Regions from separate parts of the Sus scrofa genome. Here region 2 is linked to region 1. Evidence: chromatin contacts called from public HiChIP or PLAC-seq data. All regions are on one chromosome and are shown on one strand. Each heading gives the region's core, a stretch centred on a gene start, on an enhancer-like site or on the middle of the called end of the contact. The rest is flanking DNA. Distances are from core to core; before and after follow the strand shown.

What was found. HiChIP or PLAC-seq counts read pairs in DNA pulled down with a chosen protein or histone mark.
Region 2: an H3K27ac HiChIP or PLAC-seq map of skeletal muscle shows a contact between it and region 1. The contact joins two enhancer-like sites. A contact is called at or near these places in 2 of 2 datasets of contacts at active chromatin or transcription factors (alveolar macrophages and skeletal muscle).

Annotation. Positions count from the first base shown.
Region 1 is chr3:77,988,251-77,993,704 of Sscrofa11.1, forward strand. All of the region lies in intron 3 of UGP2 (UDP-glucose pyrophosphorylase 2), which reads right to left. Among named protein-coding and RNA genes, the nearest start is that of UGP2, 40 kb to the right of the region's middle. Within about 2 kb of position 3,406, at least 6 of the 83 cell types and tissues checked have an H3K27ac peak or open chromatin away from gene starts, as enhancers often do. A contact at or near this core is called in skeletal muscle, where this site is marked.
Region 2 is chr3:78,133,928-78,140,183 of Sscrofa11.1, forward strand. It overlaps the pseudogene LOC110260124. Among named protein-coding and RNA genes, the nearest start is that of UGP2, 110 kb to the left of the region's middle. Within about 2 kb of position 3,119, at least 7 of the 83 cell types and tissues checked have an H3K27ac peak or open chromatin away from gene starts, as enhancers often do. A contact at or near this core is called in skeletal muscle, where this site is marked.

The DNA of each region.
Region 1 (5,454 bases), core at 2,156-4,655:
TGTGTGGATTCCTCACCACATGATTCCTGCTGTTAACAGCTCTTTCCACAAAAATTAATCTGACTCTCATTTCCTTTACCCTGCAAGATACGATATTAACTGCCAAGTGAAGATGAATACATTTTCCTATGTGGTATAAATAATGAGGAACATGAAGCACTCCCCTCTAAGACTCTCCAATGGTTATCACTCTAGTAGGACTCATTCTGAATTATTTCTTAATGTGGTAGGATTACCAACCTACCTGGTTACCTGCCTCTAAGAAGTCTTCAGCAGTCATTTATATTCAAAAGAAGGGCAAGTGACAGAAAAAGACCAGAAGTGGGAACAGCCCTCCTGTGGGCACTATGGCCCTCCAGTCCGTCCTACCCAAACAATGCGACACTAACCACTAAGGAAAAGGAGAGGGAGACAGGAAAGGACAGACTGCAGTGGTTGCTTCCCTGGTAGGGCTTGGTCCAGGTGAGGGCAACATATGGGTGATAACAACGCAGATGCCCAACACACACAATGCCTGTGGCCCAGCTGACTGAAACTCTTTGAAGGATATTTTAAATTCACTGTCGTGAACATCGTTTGTTTAAGGATTTCAAAGAATACAGCATGGGAGAAAGTCAATTTAAGTGCCACACTACTAGAAATGTAAGAGTAGATGACAGAGCCACAACCTCTTGTCATCCTGATGTACTATGGTAGCTTGGAATCCCTTCTAGCACAGCTGCCGAAATCAACCAGTCAGTACAAGGAATGTCACTATGATACAATGGCTTCAAGCATCCATTACCAGACAGGAGAATTTCTTGGGAGCATTACATTTACTCAAAAGTTACTAGCAAATGCGACCAAGCCAATAATTTTCTGAATTATCTTTTAAGCGCCAACTATTTCCATTTAGAAGTTACCTCTGACTTCCTAGAAAAGAGCCTGACATTTACATAAGTCTCACAAGGGTGTGAAAAATCAATTTAACTGAACCCCTAGTTCTATATTCATTTCAGGAAAAATTGTTAGTTCAGAGTTCTTTTTAATCTATCTAATGTTTGAGTATATTTTTAAAAAATAGAATACAAAGAAGCAATTTTTTTTTCTACATAAGGTGAGACAGGCCTATGTTTTCTGACTTCACCTAATAAACTTTCATTGTGAAACACGGTATATACAGAAGTTTATAAAATACACATATACGGTTGAAAGGAAAACCTAAATTTAAAAAGAATACTGCCATAGAGCAGCTGCTTCCATGCACCTGTCCCTGATCATGTTCGTTCAGATTCTCCGTAGTTTTGCCACCTACGTATGTATTCATAGTAACAATATTTTACTTAATTTTGTCTCTAAACTTTTAAATAAAGTGAGTCATCCTATAAAGTATCCTCCTGTGACTTCTTTAATTCAGTATTATTTTAAGAATTATTCACATTAATGTATGTAGCTATAATACATTCACTTTTTACTGCCATCTAGTATTCAATTTGCATATCCATTAAGAGATAAAACTGTCATTATTCACAGATGATATGATTTTTATTTATTTTTTATGGTCACACCCATGGCATAGGGAAGTTCTCAGGTCAGGGACTGAATCCGAGCCATGGCTGTGGCAACACCAGATCCTTTAAGCCACTGTGCCCAGCTAGGGATGGAACCTGTACCTCCACAGTGACCTGAGCTGCTGCAGTCAGATTCTTCACCCATTCCATCATGGTGATAACTTTAATGGTATGATTTTATATGTAGAAAAATCTAAAGACCTCATGAATAAACTGTTAGGATAATGTGAGCATAGCAACATTGAAGATACATGGTTAATATTTAAAGAAAAACCACAAAATTGCTTTTGGAGCCCCTGTGCACTGTTGGTGGGAATGTAAAAATGGTGTGCCCATTAAGGAAAAAAATATGGTGGTTCCTAAAAAAAATTAAAAATAGAAGAATTGTATGATCCAACAGTTCCACTTCTAGGTATATCCCCAAATAATTGAAAGCAGGGTCTCAAAGAGATATTTGTACACTCACCTTCACAGCAGCATTATTCACAACAGCCAAAAACAGAAGCAACTCAAATGCCCATCAACACATGAATGGATGAAACAAAATATGGTATATACACATGTGGAATGTTTTTCAGCCTTAAAAAGGAAGGAAGTTCAGACACTTGCTATAATATGAATGAACCTTGATGACATTACCTTAAGAAAAAATACTAATAGAAATTTTTTGCCTACTGTGCAGATCAATTAAAAACCAAACATAACCTTGTTGCCTTAAATTTCACCAGGAGGGAAAAAACCTTCCAACATCATGTATATTCATGAAAAAAAAAATCTTTAGTCCACATACCATAAAGAAAATAACTACTTAGAGAAAAGTAAAGAAAAATCAGTTTTCTTCATATTAATCAAACTTCAAAACATGCCTTTTACTAGAATGCTTTAAGAAGACAATTCCTTATAACTGAATCTATGGAGGTTAAACAAATTTTTCCCTGTATGTGGAAATTTTATTCTATAATGGTGATAAAAGGTCTCAGCCTCAGAATTATTTTTAACACTACACAATTTGGCCTTCAGCCAAAGGTATATTAAATATACTTTTAGTTTTAATTAAAATCTTCGCAAGATTGGCATCTTAAGAACTTGAGTTTAAATTTAAAATGTACTTCTGAATTACTTTTCAAATATTTGGAGTCAAATAAAATAAGCTGATCCAAGCATAACATTAAATTTTAAACGGAGCTAATAAAGATTTGGGGGCACAGGCCCAGGAAACTCACAAGTAGAGAGACTTGTTGATCATTGAGGTGAGGGCCCAGAATTCCCTGTGAAATGCCGTATTTAGAAACTTGCAACCCCAAGTTAAGTGGGCAGGGAGTCATCCTACCCCTACAAATGTCAAGGAACCATGTTTCTTTAGGTAGTGTTTTCAGTATAACACCTACTTGTCTTGATATATCTAATTCTTAAAGCAGCTAATTAAATACTCTGGAGAGGAATTGACTATGGAGAGAATGGAAAGAAGAGTCACAAGGTATGAAGTAACAGGGTGTGACCAGGGAAGAGATGTCCAGAGTCATCAAGTTAGTGTTGCTGTTAGAGACCTCAACGGAAGAAAAAAAAAAAAAAAAAGCAGCAGCAGCCTCAACTGGATGTCCTTCACTTATGTTCCAAATAACACCGACCCCAACCCCAACACAGACAGACACGCACACATAGAAAGGCACCGATCACATGAGTCCTGGAAGCCAAGACACTTTTGGTCTACAACTAATTACAGGTTAAATTAGGCGGTAAGCTCAGCTTTCCATCACATAAATCACCCTATATGCCAGCACAAGTTCCCTCTGTTGGTGTTGCTGTTTACACCCTCTACCAGGGACCTCACCAAGCAATCCCACAGAGTTCAGTTTATTCCCACAAACCAAAGGGTCCTGTGTTAGCAGGTTGCTTGGCAACGGCTGAAGTTACACTGGACACACCTAGTCACAGAGACATTTTTAGACCTGCCCTCCACTTTCCCCCCTTCAGCTCCCCCAGGAGAATGCACAAAGACATCCATTCAGGCTAAGATGGAGGTGTTGGGAGACCACAGGGAGTACCATGCACTGCTGGACACGGCCTCCATGATACTCTGATTGAGTCACTTTAGTCAATCACTAGTGCTATCTTTGTGCTTTCAACTTCATCACCCTGTTTGTCTTTCTCCCAGACATGAATAGAATTCAGTCTTCCAAGACCTCTGCTACAAGTATATATACAGTAGGGCAACCCATACAAGTGAGGTAGGGCAAATGGCATGAGGCTCCCTGCAAAATGCACAGGGGAGATGAGGCCACTCTTTTCCTCTCCTCACTGGGAAAAAGAATAGGTCAAACACCTAGCTTCCTCTAGTGAATCAACAAAAGAAAGTAGTTGGCAATCTACAAAAGAACATAATTTAAGCAACATTAAGCCCTTTGAGGTATCAATCTAGTTTTTCTGCAGAAAGATTCTTTAAAATATCTTTTAAAAATTGTTTACCATGATCTGCATCTTGCCAAGTCTGTTCATAACTTAGTTTCCAGTTAGAAGAAAAGCTGAATTCATCACATAGTCATGGAGACACACTGTTCCCATTAGCAAGAGTATAACCCAGTTCTTGGTAGCATATTCGTGCTATACCTGGACACAGTGCCAAATACCGAAAACAAACTAACAGTACCTGCCCTGTTATGGTTCACAAGGATGTGATTATTGCAATCCAAAAGTTTCTTTTTTCCCCAACAAAAGCAAGTTGGCTTGAAAGAAAATGAGCTGTACAAACAGTAAATAAGTTTGAAATGACGCTCCATATGTACAGGAAGTATTCCAAGAACATCAGCTTAGTCACCAAACCCTTATGCACAGAGTCTGCAAACCAAGGCCTGAACTAGGTACTTTCATATATTGTCTTTTCATTTCATATTTCTAACAGTAACGACCAAATTCTGAGTCATTTGCAAGCTCCTACCAATTAATTTAATGACAGAAAAATCATACTTAGACCAGAGATTTTCTCATTCAGGAAAAGTTGGCAAATCATCTACATTATCACACGCACCACCAACATGCTCACCAACACCCCCTCAGCCACCAAGATGAGCTCAGAGGGCAAATAAAACCATCCTATATGGGAATGCCCTCGAACTTCTGCCCCCAGATCAGACCCTCAGGACCTTCCTGCATCTCTACCTTTGTTGCTTCCTCTTCCTTCTGGCCACAGGAACAGCTGTCCCCCACCCTAAAGCAATCTCTCTGCCCATCTCAAGGTCCCCATTTCATCAATCACCCAATCTCAGTGGCAGCCTCTCTCTCTCTATACCTTTCCATCAAATACTTGACATCTAAAAAACAAAGAAAACATCAATGTATATACTTACTCATCCTTTTCCATACTCACAACCTTTTCTCTCCATCTTCTTAAAGGCAAAGCTTCTTGAAAAAGCTGCTCCACTCATCTCTACTTCCTCACCTCCCTTTCACTCACTCACCCAATGCAATTTGGCCTTCTTATAGATCAGTGTACTGCTCTTACCAAGCTCATCAACATCCTCCTAACTGCTAAACCTTGTCAATAACATCAATACTTCTGGAGTTCTCTTATGGTGCAGTGGGTTAAGGATCTTAAGTTGTCACTTTAGCGGCTCAGGTTGCTGCTGTAGGGTAAGTTCAATCCCTGGCCCAGGAACTTCCACATTGTGCAGGCACAGCAAAAAACAAAAACATTAATACTTTTCTTACTTGCGTCCTCAGCTGCATCTGACATAACTGACCGCTCCATAAATCTTGAAATGCTCTATTCTCCTTGCCTTCTGCAACACTACGTTCTATGTTCCTCCTCAGAGTTTCCTGGTGGCCTGGTGGTTAAGGATTTGGCATTGTCACTCTGTGGCTCGGGTTTGATCCTTGGCCTGGGACCTTTAACATGCCTGAAAAAAAA
Region 2 (6,256 bases), core at 1,869-4,368, 150 kb after region 1:
TTTGTTACATAGCATATAAAGCTATTGCAACTCTACAGAAATAAATATCAACAAATTACAGCTGTATGTATCAATATGGATAATCTTATAAACATAATATGAAATATAAGAAGCAAGTCATGAAGAATACAGACAATATGATTCCATTTATATGATGTTTGGAAACAGATAAAACCTAAACCCAACCAATGTGTAATATATGGAGGCACGCGTAAAGAGTAAATTATGAAGAAAAGTGAAGGAAAAGAAAATCACAGAAGATGAAAGAGTAGTTTACATAGGTTCTGGAAAAGAGTAGAGGACCCGCACAGAGCTCTAAAATATTAGTAATGTTCTATTTGATAACAAGAACTCACTTTATAATTACATGTACATACTTTTCTATATGCTATATATTTAACGCTGAAGTGAATATAATATTTAAAACAATTTAAGTTATGAAATATATAAAGAGCATTTCTATATTTTTGGTCAGCACCCCCACAGCCCTCCAGCCCAACCCTGTCTCCTTATGGTATAATGATTTGAGGTCGGATGAACCTAAATTCAAATCTCAATTCTGTCACTTCTTTGCTGTATGATCTTCATGCAGAGCTATAAGATCAATATCCAGACTCCAGACTTGCCATATGAAAGGGTTATAGTAAAACAGTAACTGAAAAATCATTACCTTGTTTAATGAAAAAATAAATATCAAATCAACAATTATGAGTTCTAGCTCTACACATATTTACTATGTATATGTTTTTTAATTAAGAAATATTAGCAATCAACTAACACTGTATATATAGATAGATACTCTGTACTCATATGTTGTTGCTGGCATTTCAAATCAATATACTCTTTCAGTGGAGTAGGTTTAACCATGTTGTATACGAAATGAAATATTAAAACATTGCCATTCTTAGGATTTCTACTTTGGGAAATTTAAGGTTACTTAGGAAAATAATCTCAAAAAGTCAGAATCAAACCAATGTGTACAATAATGTTTAAGGCAGAAATACTTGTGAAAACAAACTTGAAGCAATTCAAATTCCTTATTCATTGTAATTTCTCAAAGTAGAACACACTGACAATAAAAATAACATAATAAATATATGCCTTGTATTGGAATTTAGATATTTTAAACAATATCAAATGAATAACCAGAACTAAACATACATTCACATGCTGTCTGTATGATTAAAAAAATCGCAGAAGCATTAAAAATATCAGAGATAGTTAAAACAAGATAAATAGTTGTGTTCAGTTGATGGGAATGTTGAAGTGATTATAATTTTTAAAATAAGTGGGCACATATGTAATCTGAAGGATATATTTAATGATGGAATTTCAGGCAGTGTTATGGACAGATGGTGAAACTATTTGTGCAGGAGATAGGGGTAGTTAGGGGAAAGGGGGACCTAAAATTTCACCACATGGTAAGTTTCTATTACCAGAGGGTTTTCTCTGAGTTGTGCAGGCTGTGGAGCCAAAAGGAGAGAATTATATGGAAGATTTCTCAAAGGGAAAAAAACTGGAAGGACTGTGCTTAGAAAAATGTGATTGTAAGTTAATTTCTCTTTAGGATTTAAATTCTTCTTTTCCTTTGGTTCTTCTACCTATTTATTTCTAAAGCAATGCAACTTAATAATTTACTTCAGTATATGAGAGACAGCTTTCCAGGGTGAGTCTGAATCGTGTATGATTGGTCTGGCTAATTTGTTTAAATATTGAGAGATGTCTGAAAAACATAAGGGTGGAAGAATATAATCAATCATTCATGGAATGGTATTCACTTGCTTTGATGACAGTGATATAAAGGTGATTCTGTTGTGAGTCTTATCTCAATAAGTAATCTTAGTAAATTAAAGCCAAAACATGAATAAAGTGCCATTCCCAACCACAGGCTAGCATAGAAGAAGGTCAGGGAGCAAAAGAGGGCTGCATGGCTATTACAGCTTTCAAATTAGGGCAGATTAGAAATAAGGAAGAAGGCACCACCTCCTTAATCTGAATCAGTAAAGTACAGGTGTTCTGCAGAGAGAGAAAGTGAATTCATATAAAAGTGTTACACATCCAAGAGCACTATGACATTAGCAGGTCACTTCTCTCAGTTTCTCCAGTAATAAAATAAACTGAGAAATAACTCCCTCTCTCCCCCACCCTCTTTACCCCCACCATTCATACATCTGGAACATATTATGATTATAGATTAGAGAAGTCAATGATTTTTTTTTTTGTCTTTTTGCTATTTCTTGGGCCGCTCCCACGGCATATGGAGGTTCCCAGGCTAGGGGTCCAATTGGAGCAGTAGCCACCGGCCCACACCAGAGCCACAGCAACGCGGGATCCAAGCCGTGTCTGAAACCTACACCACAGCTCACGGCAACGCTGGATCGTTAACCCACTGAGCAAGGCCAGGGATGGAACCCGCAACCTCATGGTTCGTAGTCATATTCGTTAACCACTGAGCCATGACGGGAACTCCATCAATGATTTTTTTTTTTTTTCAGAACTTGATGTGCAGTTGTCCCTGCCATCGAGTGGCTTATCACACTCCAATCAAGGTTACCCTTATGAGTTACAGGATTTCTACCCAAACATTTTTCAGAGATTTTTAAATCACAAGTGATAAAACAGTGAGTGCATTTTTAAACTTAATTTTCCGTGGTATTAAAATTGTAAGACATGTAAATATATCACATAGACAATCGGTTTTTACCTTTAAGCAGCTCATGACTTTTTAAAAAATGCTTTTAATATCACAAGGTCTACGATGTAATCTTTCTAATAAGATCACTTGATATCAAGTTGCTCAAATGTGCACATGACCTTTCAAACAGAACTCCATCTCTTAATGCCATGAACTGTCATGCAAGCATTCGTAACTGGGGATTAAATTTCATATACATTATTTGATAAATCTACATATTACCAACAAAATAATCTTCAAAAAAAAACTATTCTCATTTCCAGATATATCTTGTTATATTTTTTCTTAAATCTACAAATCCCTTTAGGATCTAAAGTTTAGATAATATCACAAACTATTCAAAGGAATTAGTAAGTCTTTCCAGCAGCTGTTCTTCCAGTTCTCCAGGCAGCATCAAGTGGCAGGAACAGGCAGTAACCAAATCCATTTAATATTAGGTGTGACTCTGAGAGAACATTGACAACCTTACTGAAGCAGTGGGTCTGATGTTCTGAGGAATGGTCAAATAGGGGAGCCATATATAGCAGGCTGCACATACCATCCTTGGACCAAGCTTCATGTGGTGTATGGTTGACTTTTTGTTGGGATAACGACTTGCAGGAAGGGAAACAGCTCAGGAAAAAAAAAAAAGTCCTAATGTTGGACAGATCTAGATTCACATTCTTGCTCATCACATCAACCCCTCCAAGCCCTGTTTCCTCATCTGCAACCTGAAAATACAAACAATACCAATTCCACAAAGTTGTTTGAGGATGAAAAGGATGTAAACAACCTATTTATTATAAAAATGAAGCTCAAGAAAAGTTAGTTCCTTCTCTCCCATTTGGCTAGGTCATTGCTGGTCCTGATAAATTTTCAGTTTATTTTCAATTAAAGCCTTCTTAGATTCTCTAGTTAATGAGACACAGTTGATAACAATGTGATCTGTGTTGTTAATGCAAGGACTGAGTATAGAGTTTCCCTGGTGCTCCCTGGTACATTACTCAGACATTCTACAAGGTCATGGTTGTGTCATTGTGCAGAGCATACAATAAACAATACATCAACAGTTTTATGTCATCTTGTATGGGTCTTTTTTGTTCATTAACACTGCTCTGGGGTTTTGTGTTAATGATCTAAAGATAATCTCATTAGAATTTTATGGATAAAAAAGAAGGCTCATAGCAGTAACTGGCTGCATAAAACGAATTGAACAAGACTAGACTTTTAGCGCAACCTCCTTCCACAGCGAGAGGGTATGGATCAGGCAGGGTACCATAAACTCTGATGTGACCACATTGTAATGTCCTTTGGACCTATTCCATAATGAAATAGAAAGACCAGACCTATTTAACAAAAAGCTAGTTCTCCCTATAATGCTCAGCAAACATCATCTGTACGTTATATGGCACTTTAATTAAGAGGACCACTAAAATGGCAAACTGGAATATAGACATTGAAATAGGCATTTTCTTCCCTTTCTTCCTCCCTCCCTCTCTCCCTCCCTTCCCCCTTTTTTTCTTCCTTCCTTTCTTTGTTTTTATATATTTTATCCTTTTTACGGAAAGAATAACAGGCTACTAAGAAAAACACACAGCAAGATGAACTATTAGGGATTGAGGGGACTGATATCACTGGATATGCAATCATAAAATTCCTCTAGGTTTAGCCAAGAGTTAGAGATCAGGACTGAGACAAGACCAAGCACACATTATCACAATCTCTAAAACATGCCTGAAATGTGATAGAAAATTTATCTGAAGTTCAGCTATTTCATATCGCTCAGTTTGCTTTTCTTCTGTTATATTAAAATTAACTCCAGGAGTTCTGTCATGGCTGATAGGAAACGAATCTGACTAGCACCCGTGAGGACTTACATTCGATCCCTGGCCTTGTTCAGTAGGTTAAGGATCCGGTGCTGCCATGAGCTGTGGTTTAGGTCACAGACATGGCTCAGATCCCACGTTGCTGTGTCTGTGGTGTAGGCTAGCAGCTACAGCTCTGATTCGACGCTCCTCCCCCCCCCCCCCCCCCCCGCCGAGTCTGGGAACCTCCACATTTGCCACAGGTGCAGCCCTAAAAAGATAAAAATAAATAAATAAATAAATAAAATTAATCATTTTTATTAACTACTAGCTGGGAGTGGAGCCTAGCAATCTGAGTTTTAACAAGCTTGATTCTGACCACTTTCATGTGTGAGAACCATTGATTTAGATGGTTCTAATTCAAAAATTTTTTTAAATAATCATGTAGGCTTTAATTAAATCATCTGGCCAGATTTGGCCTCAGGCTACCAATTTTTAACTCTTAATGAGAATCATATGAAAAATAAAAGCTTGGTTTTTTTGTATGTCAATTCTGTAATTCTCTTTTCTAAAATAAAGATAGTATGTGGTAATGTTTGAACCTCAGATTTCTTCTCCCCAGGATTCAGGCATCTCTGGGCATGCCTGGGGGTTTCATGGAGGTAGGCCTTCTGGAATTCTATCTATAAGACAACTCAAGTTGCCACCAGAAGGGAACTAACCCAGTGGAAGAAACAACAAAGGTATAGAGGTGACATTTAGAGCAGCAAATGGAATTAAATACATCTGAGTACAACCTGGCATTTGCTGCTCAGATTATTTGCAGCCCAACCAGTTGGACTCATTCATTCTTTCAACAAATAGCTGTTGACAAAATAATACACAAGCAATAATAAGAATAGAAAAGAGTTTTATTTGAGCCAAGCTGAGGATTAGTGCAGAAGCCTGCTTTCCAGATTACTGTGAGAAACTGCTCTGGAGAAGCACAGTTTTCAGCATAGTTTTATATCTTGTTGAAAAAAAAGAGCATTAAACAAGTCAGGAATACGTTTCTTCAAGATTTCTTTTTTGAAAGAAAAAAGGAGACCAGCATGTACATGTACAGCATGTACAGTATACCTTGGCACCTGGGAAGGGAGTGTTATCATTAAAAGAGTACCAGCATTGGTGTCCCAAGAAGAGGGGCGGGCATTTAATCACACATGGAGTTTCCCAGGCTAGGAGTTGAATCAGAGCTGCCAGCCTACACCACAGCCATAGCAATGCCAGATCTGAGCCGTGTCTGCAATCTACAACACAGCTCATGGCAACACCGGATCCTTAACGCGCTGAGCGAGGCCAGGGATCGAACCCACATCCTTGTGGATCTTAGGTTCATTACCACTGACCCACAATGGGAACTCCAAACATGGACATTCTTTACTTCTGGTCATTGTACCCTTTCCTTTAATAATTAAAACAGATGTACAATGAATGTTTGATAGGCCACAGAAAAGCTGTTTTAGCACGAAATTCAAGTTAATTCACGTATTGGAAGAATGACTTCCCCATAACTCGGTAAATGAAAACTTCATAGCAATTGAATATTCTATGAGCCCTTTCCTGAGCCCTATAACCCCATCATGGCTGTAAAGTAATATCTAGTAAAAGCTAAGGGAGCTGTTTTTTTGTTTTGTTTTGTGTTGTTTTTCTTTTTTTCTTCCTAATCTTAGGACTCAGAGATTGCAGCTTGTCAGTGGTATGAATATTGGTGCCAGAACCCTCAACACTTTCCATG